3 separate regions of the Zea mays genome follow, and all the other regions are linked to region 2. The links are chromatin contacts, called in public Hi-C maps. All regions are on one chromosome and are shown on one strand. Each heading gives the region's core, a stretch centred on a gene start, on an enhancer-like site or on the middle of the called end of the contact. The rest is flanking DNA. Distances are from core to core; before and after follow the strand shown.

The links. Hi-C and Micro-C count contacts between places; a contact is called where the count stands out from the background.
Region 1: a contact with region 2 is called in a Hi-C map of endosperm, with 4 times the contacts expected there. The contact joins the promoter of LOC100192540 here to the promoter of LOC100216902 in region 2. A contact is called at or near these places in 5 of 25 Hi-C or Micro-C datasets (bundle sheath, ear, endosperm and 1 more).
Region 3: a Hi-C map of ear shows a contact between it and region 2, with 2.2 times the contacts expected there. The contact joins the promoter of LOC103638924 here to the promoter of LOC100216902 in region 2. A contact is called at or near these places in 2 of 25 Hi-C or Micro-C datasets (bundle sheath and ear).

Annotation. Positions count from the first base shown.
Region 1 is chr9:120,180,173-120,182,872 of Zm-B73-REFERENCE-NAM-5.0, reverse strand. It overlaps LOC100192540, which reads left to right and starts at 1,315. Exons shown (of 2, transcript NM_001137759.1): 1 at 1,315-2,266. The coding sequence starts at 1,392.
Region 2 is chr9:120,022,719-120,025,418 of Zm-B73-REFERENCE-NAM-5.0, reverse strand. LOC100216902 (palmitoyl-protein thioesterase 1) reads left to right here and starts at 1,282. Exons shown (of 13, transcript NM_001143289.1): 1 at 1,282-1,399; 2 at 1,482-1,683; 3 at 1,777-1,861. The coding sequence starts at 1,593.
Region 3 is chr9:120,270,326-120,273,025 of Zm-B73-REFERENCE-NAM-5.0, reverse strand. LOC103638924 (probable serine/threonine-protein kinase cdc7) reads right to left here and starts at 1,295. Exons shown (of 15, transcript XM_008661715.4): 1 at 587-1,295; 2 at 408-481. The coding sequence starts at 1,268.

The DNA of each region.
Region 1 (2,700 bases), core at 66-2,565, 160 kb before region 2:
GTCAAGCGGGCCGGCCCATTTTAACATGTATAGCCGGGATACACCTAAGCCGCCCGAGAGGGAGCGACGCGGGGAGACCGGGAGAGGGAGCAAGAATAACTGGTACCACTGTCAGTAAACAGTAAATTTCAAAGAAAGCTCTGCGATCTAGTACTAGAAACAAAACTAGAAAAACGTAAAAAGCAATGATTTGTCAAAGTGGACGATGGATGAAGTGACCATCTTGCTAAAGCACCTGCACCGTCGAGCGTTGATCCATATAAAGCAACAGCGAATCCTTGTACCCTAACACTGACGCTCCACTGCTCCTGAACGTGAAATCGACGCCTGAAAGGACGAGAACGCAGCCGCCGGTTTGACCGAGGTCGTCTTCCTCAGTTTCCAGCACACACACAAAAAAAAGACCTATCTGGGATCAGATCAGGGCCAGCCATGCTTCATTGCTCCCTCGCTTCTTTCGATAAAGAGGCGGAGAAAGTGACGACAACCACTAATATACATCAGGTCTTATGTGTAAGTATCTCTTGGTTCATTTGATCATAATCTAATCATAGAAATAATCGTGATTTATTTAGATCATCTCCAATAATACCTTAAATCAGTGTCCTATTTTAAAATATATAGCTCAACTCATAAAAAAACAACTTCAACAATATTTTATTTTACAAATTTTCACCGGAAAAATATAGAACACACCATGAAATGACACAAATATACTATACCTCAAACATTGCCTTATACTTGTTTCTCTATATCATTCTTAACATTTTCTTTTCTAATACTACATTTACACACTAAAATACATGATTTAGGATTTAACTGTTAGAGCGCAATTTATTTTTAATGTCCTAAACATTTTAAATTTTGAGACACTATTTTGAATCAATTTGTTGGAGATGATCATAGGTTGGGAAAAGCGAGATCCACCAAACCCAAGCCAAGCTCGCTACTAGTATAACGGTAAATAACGTTAATCTTAGCAGCGAATACGCCTAGCAAAGCAAAAGACAACGCTAGTACAGTACTGCTCTATTGCTCTCCTCTGCGCCTCTGCCCGGCTGCCTCTGCTGCCGCTGTGTCTTCCTCCTCGGCCCGGACCCAGACGGCCACCAGCCCGGAGAACACGCGTTCTTTCTCTCCTCTGCTACGAGCTGTCCTGTCCTGTCCTTTCCCTCTCCACCACTGCACCTCCTGTCACTTCCCCAACCTCTTTTGTCGGTTACATCCACACACTCTCAATGCAGCCGTCGCGCTCACAGCACGCCAAACATCAAACGAGAACGCACACGCACTTCCGCACCCAGGTGCTGGAGGCGCCCCTGGATCCGGGATCCGATACTGAGTACCAGGACTTCCAGTTTCGGTTCATCCCGGAGGCGTTCGAGCTCCAGATGGGCGGCGTTCCCGTCGGCGGCGGCGGGGCAAGGAACGGAGACGGTAAGGTGACGGAGAAGGTTCTTGAGTTCGAGTTCGACAAGGTCAGGATTAGCATTGCGTCCAGGGACGACGAGGCGGACGGATACGCGCCGCCGAGGAGCTCCTTCTCCGGGGCGAGCCACCCGCCGGAGCCAGTGGACGAGACGGACACCGTCTTTGTCGCTGTCGACGGCCGGGAGAAGCCGGTCCCGAAGCCAGTCATCTCGTGGGACGCGTCCAGGCCGCCGAGCGGCGCGGCGAGCCCAGACAGCAGCATCGACAGCTCCGGCGCCACGGCCACGGTCACCAGCATCGCGCCGAGCTGCACCGTCACCAGCCGCAGCGCCAAGACCAGCGTCAGCAGCAGCGCGGCCAGCGACGGCAGCGGCTGGAGCAACGGCACCAGCAGCGGCTGCGGCGGCAGCGCGGGGAAGCCGCACAAGGGCGGCGACCCCAGGTGGAAGGCCATCCTCGCGGCGCGCGCGCGCGAGGGACCCCTCGCGATGGGCAGCTTCCGGCTGCTGCGGAGGCTCGGGTGCGGCGACATCGGGACGGTGTACCTGTCGGAGCTCAGCGGGGGAGGCCCCGGAAATGGCGACGTGGCAAGGCCCTGCTGGTTCGCGATGAAGGTGATGGACAAGGCGTCGCTGGAGAGCCGGCGGAAGCTGAGTCGCGCGCAGACGGAGCGGGAGATCCTCCAGCTGCTGGACCACCCGTTCTTGCCCACTCTGTACGCGCACTTTGAGACCGACCGGTTCGCCTGCCTTGTCATGGAGTTCTGCCCCGGCGGCGACCTCCACGTGCTCCGGCAGCGACAGCCCGGCAAGCACTTCCCAGAGCACGCGGCAAGGTACTCATCCCGTCCTGTTTCATTCTTCGCTTCAGACCGGTGATGTTGTTTTGGAATCGCAAACAGTTGTTTGTGGTGTATATGACGTGGGTCAATCGTCATACAGAGAAACATGTATCCATTGCTGCACTATTCTGGTGTAATCTTTGCTTTTCAGTTGCAGTTGCAGGCTTGCGGCTGTGGGTTATTTTTTTTTGCTGAATACAGTTATATGAATTTTGAAACAATTTTGTTACTATAAAAAATGGTCTTTCCTATTTTTTAACATCGCTCCCAATCCCGTACCCACATACTCTAACATGACTACATAGAACACTAACGGTCTGTTTGGTTTCTCTAGGCTAAGTTAAAAAAGGCTATAAGTTTAGAGGTTAAGGGGGTGTTTGGAACAAAGTTTTTCTGCAGTATTAAAGCAATACTATAGTATTGAGTAA
Region 2 (2,700 bases), core at 33-2,532:
AAATAACCGAACAAGCCCTAATGGAGGAATTTCCAGCGAGAAATTGAGGATTGGATCCCTGTTACATACATACGGCTGTTGAGTGCTGAAGCCGCCATGACAATAACACGTATCATATCTCCCCTCGGTAGCGCAGTAACGAGGGTGCACCATACATGTAGGCTAAGTAGTCTGTTACACGGGACGATGGATATGATCATCGAAGCCTACCCGTCCATGGCTGTGAATAGAGGTGACAATGGGCCTCAAATTTTACACTATAAAACTTAAGGATCAAATCAGATTAGGATCGGGCTTTGTTTCTATTCATTTTTGAATTAGAAATAATTTAAGGTCTTAATCAATTGTGAAGAGACATTTGGATCACGATCCATTACCACCCCTAGATGTGAACATGCGACAATTTTCTCAACTGTTGCCGGCCGGGATAGCACGTCTGGGCTGATCCAGGCTACCGCCGGCTCTTTTTTTTCTTTCTTTTTTTAGTTTTCTAATTCTATTTTCTTTTACACATATATATATATATACTCCATTAAAATCTATATTCAAGTAGAGTTTTAAACTCCAAATTAAATGCACAATCAAAATTCTAGCATAGTACAAAATTATATTTTATTTATTTATCATTATTTTATTTCTCTAAGTAAATGCCTCAAAACATATAAACTTAATAAAGAATAAGTCACACATTTAAGGGCCCCTATTCATTTTATTTATCAAATAATAACTTTATTCAAAGTTAAATGTTTATCACTATTCATAATTAACCATGAAACCGTTATTTAGGCAACCTTTTATATTATTCTTTAGAGAGTATTTCAAAATATAGGATTTTAGGTTGTTACACCTCTGCTATTTTTTAGAAGAACCAATTTTATCTGAGCAGCTAGTTTTTTCAAATTCATCAATTAAAGTGAGGGAGATAGTTACTAAATTGCATAGACAACAATTTTCCTTTTGGGCCGCTCGCCATATAGTCACTCAAAACACTGTTTTAACTGTTTGTATAATGAAGTTTGAATATGATTAAAATCCACTACAAACTTGAAGAATAAGCAAAGCGCGATCTTCTCTTGCAAGCAATGTGGTTGATGTGTTGATCTATTTCTTGTTTTATTTGATCGAGAAGGATGTGTTGATCTAAAATGGAACTATGGAAGGCACGGAACGTGGGTCCCGCGTTTCAGGCTCTAACGTATGGCCCCCGCGTGCCAGGCTTTGTTAGGTCATTGCACTTCGCAAAAGTTTGCTCGCTCTCGCTCAGTCGGCGTCACTCATCAACGCGAAACGCGCCAACAACCAGATCAATGGAGTGAGGCAGTGACTCAGCTCAGGGCCTCGGGCCCAGCACACCAACCCTCCAGTAGTATCTCTGACGTGCGGGCTCCGCCAGACAACGGTAGCCAATCTCGCTCTCGCTCGATGTCTGACGCCTTCTGATTCTCGCGCTCTGCTCTTCTCGATTTTTGTCATCGATTCAGAGCTCACGAGTCACGATCCAAATCCCTTTTCCACTCCGCCGGACGTCGAGAGAGGCGGTGGGTGCGGGACGCGAAGGCGAAGCCCTAGCCCCCTCCCTGCCGCGGACGCCGATGGACCCACCTCGCGCCGTCGCCTTTCTTCTCATACTCCTGCCCGTGCTCGCCCCGGTGGCCTCCGGTGTACCTTTCGTCGTCCTACACGGTTGGGGTTTCGCGTGCCTCGTTTCCATTCTGCTTCTCTTGGTCTTAGATCAGGTTCATTCCTTATGGTTGGCTGTACCCGGGGTGCGTGCAGGGATTGGCGACGAGTGCGGGAACGATGGGCTGTCATCCTTCACCAAGATGCTTGGGGAGTGGTCAGGCTCCAAGGGTTACTGCATGTAATGGCTTCTCTGTTTAAATTGAGAGATTTGCTATTTTGTCATTATTATCAGCGGGCTTCAAAAATTTACCACCACACCATAAATTAGTACACAGATGGACCCGCAAATTATAGTCACAGATGATATAATAGCAAGGAGACAACAATCTGTGAGTGCTAAAATACCAATTATTCCGTCTAAATTCGGTGTTTTGATTTTTTTAGGATACAAAGAGGGGCCTGCGATATGCGTTTTAGAATCTTGTGCATTTGGCTCGCCGATTTTTATTATTTATTTATTTTTTGACCAAGAGTCTCTTGGTCCAACTTTTATATATTGAAAGAAACAAAGCTTTATGTTGGGGGAAAACATGTTACGGCAAAGGTATTCGATACAGAAGCTACCAGAATCAGACATCGTTCACTCCACTACAAAGAAAATAAAAATATCTAAGTTTCCACAAAAGATATTTTGTCGTGTTTTTTTTAGAGAAATTAAGTTTTAGGTTTTTACTTAGCTTGGTCAGGTTTATAGATTTATAGTCTAAAACGAGCGTTTGTGGAGATCCATTACATCACATCAAATCACTTTTCTCTCATTTTAGAAGGAAGAACCAAAAAAGAAGGATGTGACACAAAACAAGAGGTATGGGAATTGGTTTCTGAAAACCAGGTAGGAGTTTAGCGAAATCGTACTTTTGGTTATTCACGTTTTCTACTATCTAGCCAAATGGATATCATCGTTTCAGATCGATCCCTTTTTTCATATATGCTAATAAGTATATGTTCAAAATTTAGGTATATATGAGTTTCCATGTATAGATAAAAAAGAACTAACTATTATTTGCTATCACTAGT
Region 3 (2,700 bases), core at 46-2,545, 250 kb before region 2:
TTGTTAAAATGTGTGTCCCAATTAGTATTTGAGCATTACAACTATGAATTTCAACTCAACTAGTGTCAACCAAAAACAAGAAAGAAAATGATGCCTTGAAGATTGAGAGGCCCAAAATTCACTTCAAGCTATCTCCCATGTCATTTACTCTACTGATGTACCACACCACTCCGAAATTGTGACAGGCCTACTAATAAAAACCAGTAAGCACTATGGAACTATTATTTTGCGCAGATGGCCTATAAAGGGAAACAAAAATGAAATGATTTCAAATGCCCAATCAAACTAACTACAAGCAAATGAAAGCAGATAAGACTAGATTGAAAATTTGTTGGCAATTTGGATATTCGAGATATTTGATTTAGAACATGAAAGAACAGGCATACAACTGGGAAGAGACATCATACCTCTCCAGTAGCAGCCGTAGTACAGGTCTGCGCAACCAGCTGCCACGACTGGTGCTCCGTTTGTTCCACCAAATCTGCAGAAATGCTCCCGAAATGAGCTCAGAGAAACGGATAGCCCTCGAGAACTATCATACATACAGCACGAAAGAGTGAATCTCATTTCTAAGAAATTAAACTACCTGCGGCCGATGCCAGTAGTCGGCGCCTCTTCGCGCTGAAGCACCTTGCATCCGACCCTTGCCGCTTACGCTCATACCTAATGGACACCTTTCCCGACCACCGCCTCACCTCCGAAGGCCACAGGCTCACCTTAGGCCCCGGGATATCCCACCCCATGAACCTCAGAAACGCCAGGATAGCCGTCTCGGAGGGCGTCACGACGCCGTCGTCAGAGATCCATAGTGGTGACCTAGGTAAGCAACACATCTGCTTGACGACGCGCGTCGAGATGGAGGGCGCTGCGACGGTAGCGGCGGCGGTGAGTTCCGAGGCGGCGGCGGGACGGCCGAGGCGGATGAGCACGGTGAGAAGGTGCCAGGCCAGCTCCATGTCCGCTGAGGACCCCCCGCCGGAGTCCATAGTAGAGGGCGAGGAGCGTGGATCTGATTGGCGAGGCATGGAATTGAGGCGGAGGCCGGCGAGGCGGCGAGGTTTTGGCCTGGAGCTGTGTTCTTCTCTCGCTTGCTTCTTCTGTTCCACAAGAGGGGAATATGCTTTTGCGATTTGGTCCTTAGAGTTATTGAGTTTTGTGGATCGGAGGGCAATGGGAGGCGGGAAAATTTGTTCGCGAGTGAAGTTTTTTGGAGCGGCGGATGCCTGCGCGGTGTGAAGACGCGCCCGTTTCCCGCCCGAGCTTTCCATCTCGGGCTCGTAATTGCAACGTCCCACACGGCAAGTGTACACACCACTGCAGCAGCGGAACGATATCGGGGTGTTTTACACATGGGGCCCACACACGGCTCTGAATGGCTACCTTGCTATTTCAAATCTGTGCGTCGGTATTGCACAGAGTAGCATACATACACCATACGGTACAGCACTGCGTAACACATGACTCCAGTTACAAGATTAGTACAATCGTGCATAAGTAGATCTGGATCGAAGGGCGACAAGAGCACCGTGTCCTTCGTAGATTCAGACTTAAGAACAATGAGTTATGCATTTTTTTTTTTGGGGGGGGGGGGGGGGGGGGGGTGCAAACGCTCCAGCCAGTGCTCCCCTGCCTCCACACAGCTAATGAAAACCAGTAATGACAGTTGTACTGAACAATCAGAGCTCATCTGCAGGTTCTCAAAGAGGATATCGTTCTAATAAAATCAACAGCTGTAAGCTACTGAACAAACGACCAAAATTTTGCTCAACCAAAGAACGGCAATGCCCACTGCTATCTGGTTGTTCTCCGACTTCTGCGGCGACATTCAAAGCAGTCCGAGCATGGATAGTAGGCCTTCACTCCATTTTTATGACCTATTTGTAATTTGGTTGGTGAAATCTTAAGTTCCTCTATCAGAATCTGACGCAGATTTTCGTTTTCCTCCTGCAGTTCCTCAATAACCTTTTGGTGCTTCAGTACCTGGAAGTGCAAGAAATGCAGAACCGGTTAGTAGGCTTGCATTTTGGTAGGAAGACAATCAATTGTGAGCTATTCTTCACAGAAATACAATATGACCAAAAAGAATAACCAATCACCAAGTAGTTCTCTACTGTCTCCCTACATGTAGTGAGAACTTTTAGTAGCTAAAGGAATTGAGGCAGAACATTTTATGCTAAACTTGGGATGAATGAGTAAAACACGTCTAACACAAGAATAATGAATGGAATTGCCAAGCAAACATTATAAGTGTGACTGAACTCACCAACTGAAGTACACTATCCATTCCATGCAAATTTCCAGGCTGTAAAATGAGTAAAGAGAGAATCGTTCATTCTACTTGAGCAGCAAAAGTCATAGCTGAAGCTACAATGGGACAAATAATACATTTAAGAATGTTTTCGTGCGTACGGCATCTCTGAAGTCCACCTTTGTATCATTCTGGAACAGTGGATCCTGTAGAAAATTGGCAATGACCTTTTTGGTTCGACTTACAGTCAATGCTTCCGGCTGAGTAGATTGCACTTTTGACATTTCATAACTTGAAGTTTGGTTCAAATTACTTTCTGCATCCTTAGCCTCTAGATCCATCGACATGCTGTTGTGAGTTTGTTCATTGCTAGACAAAGAATGAACCATAGGATTTGACGAAGACGGCGTCTCAGGGGTATCTTTTAGCTTTGATGTCCATTTAGACATAAT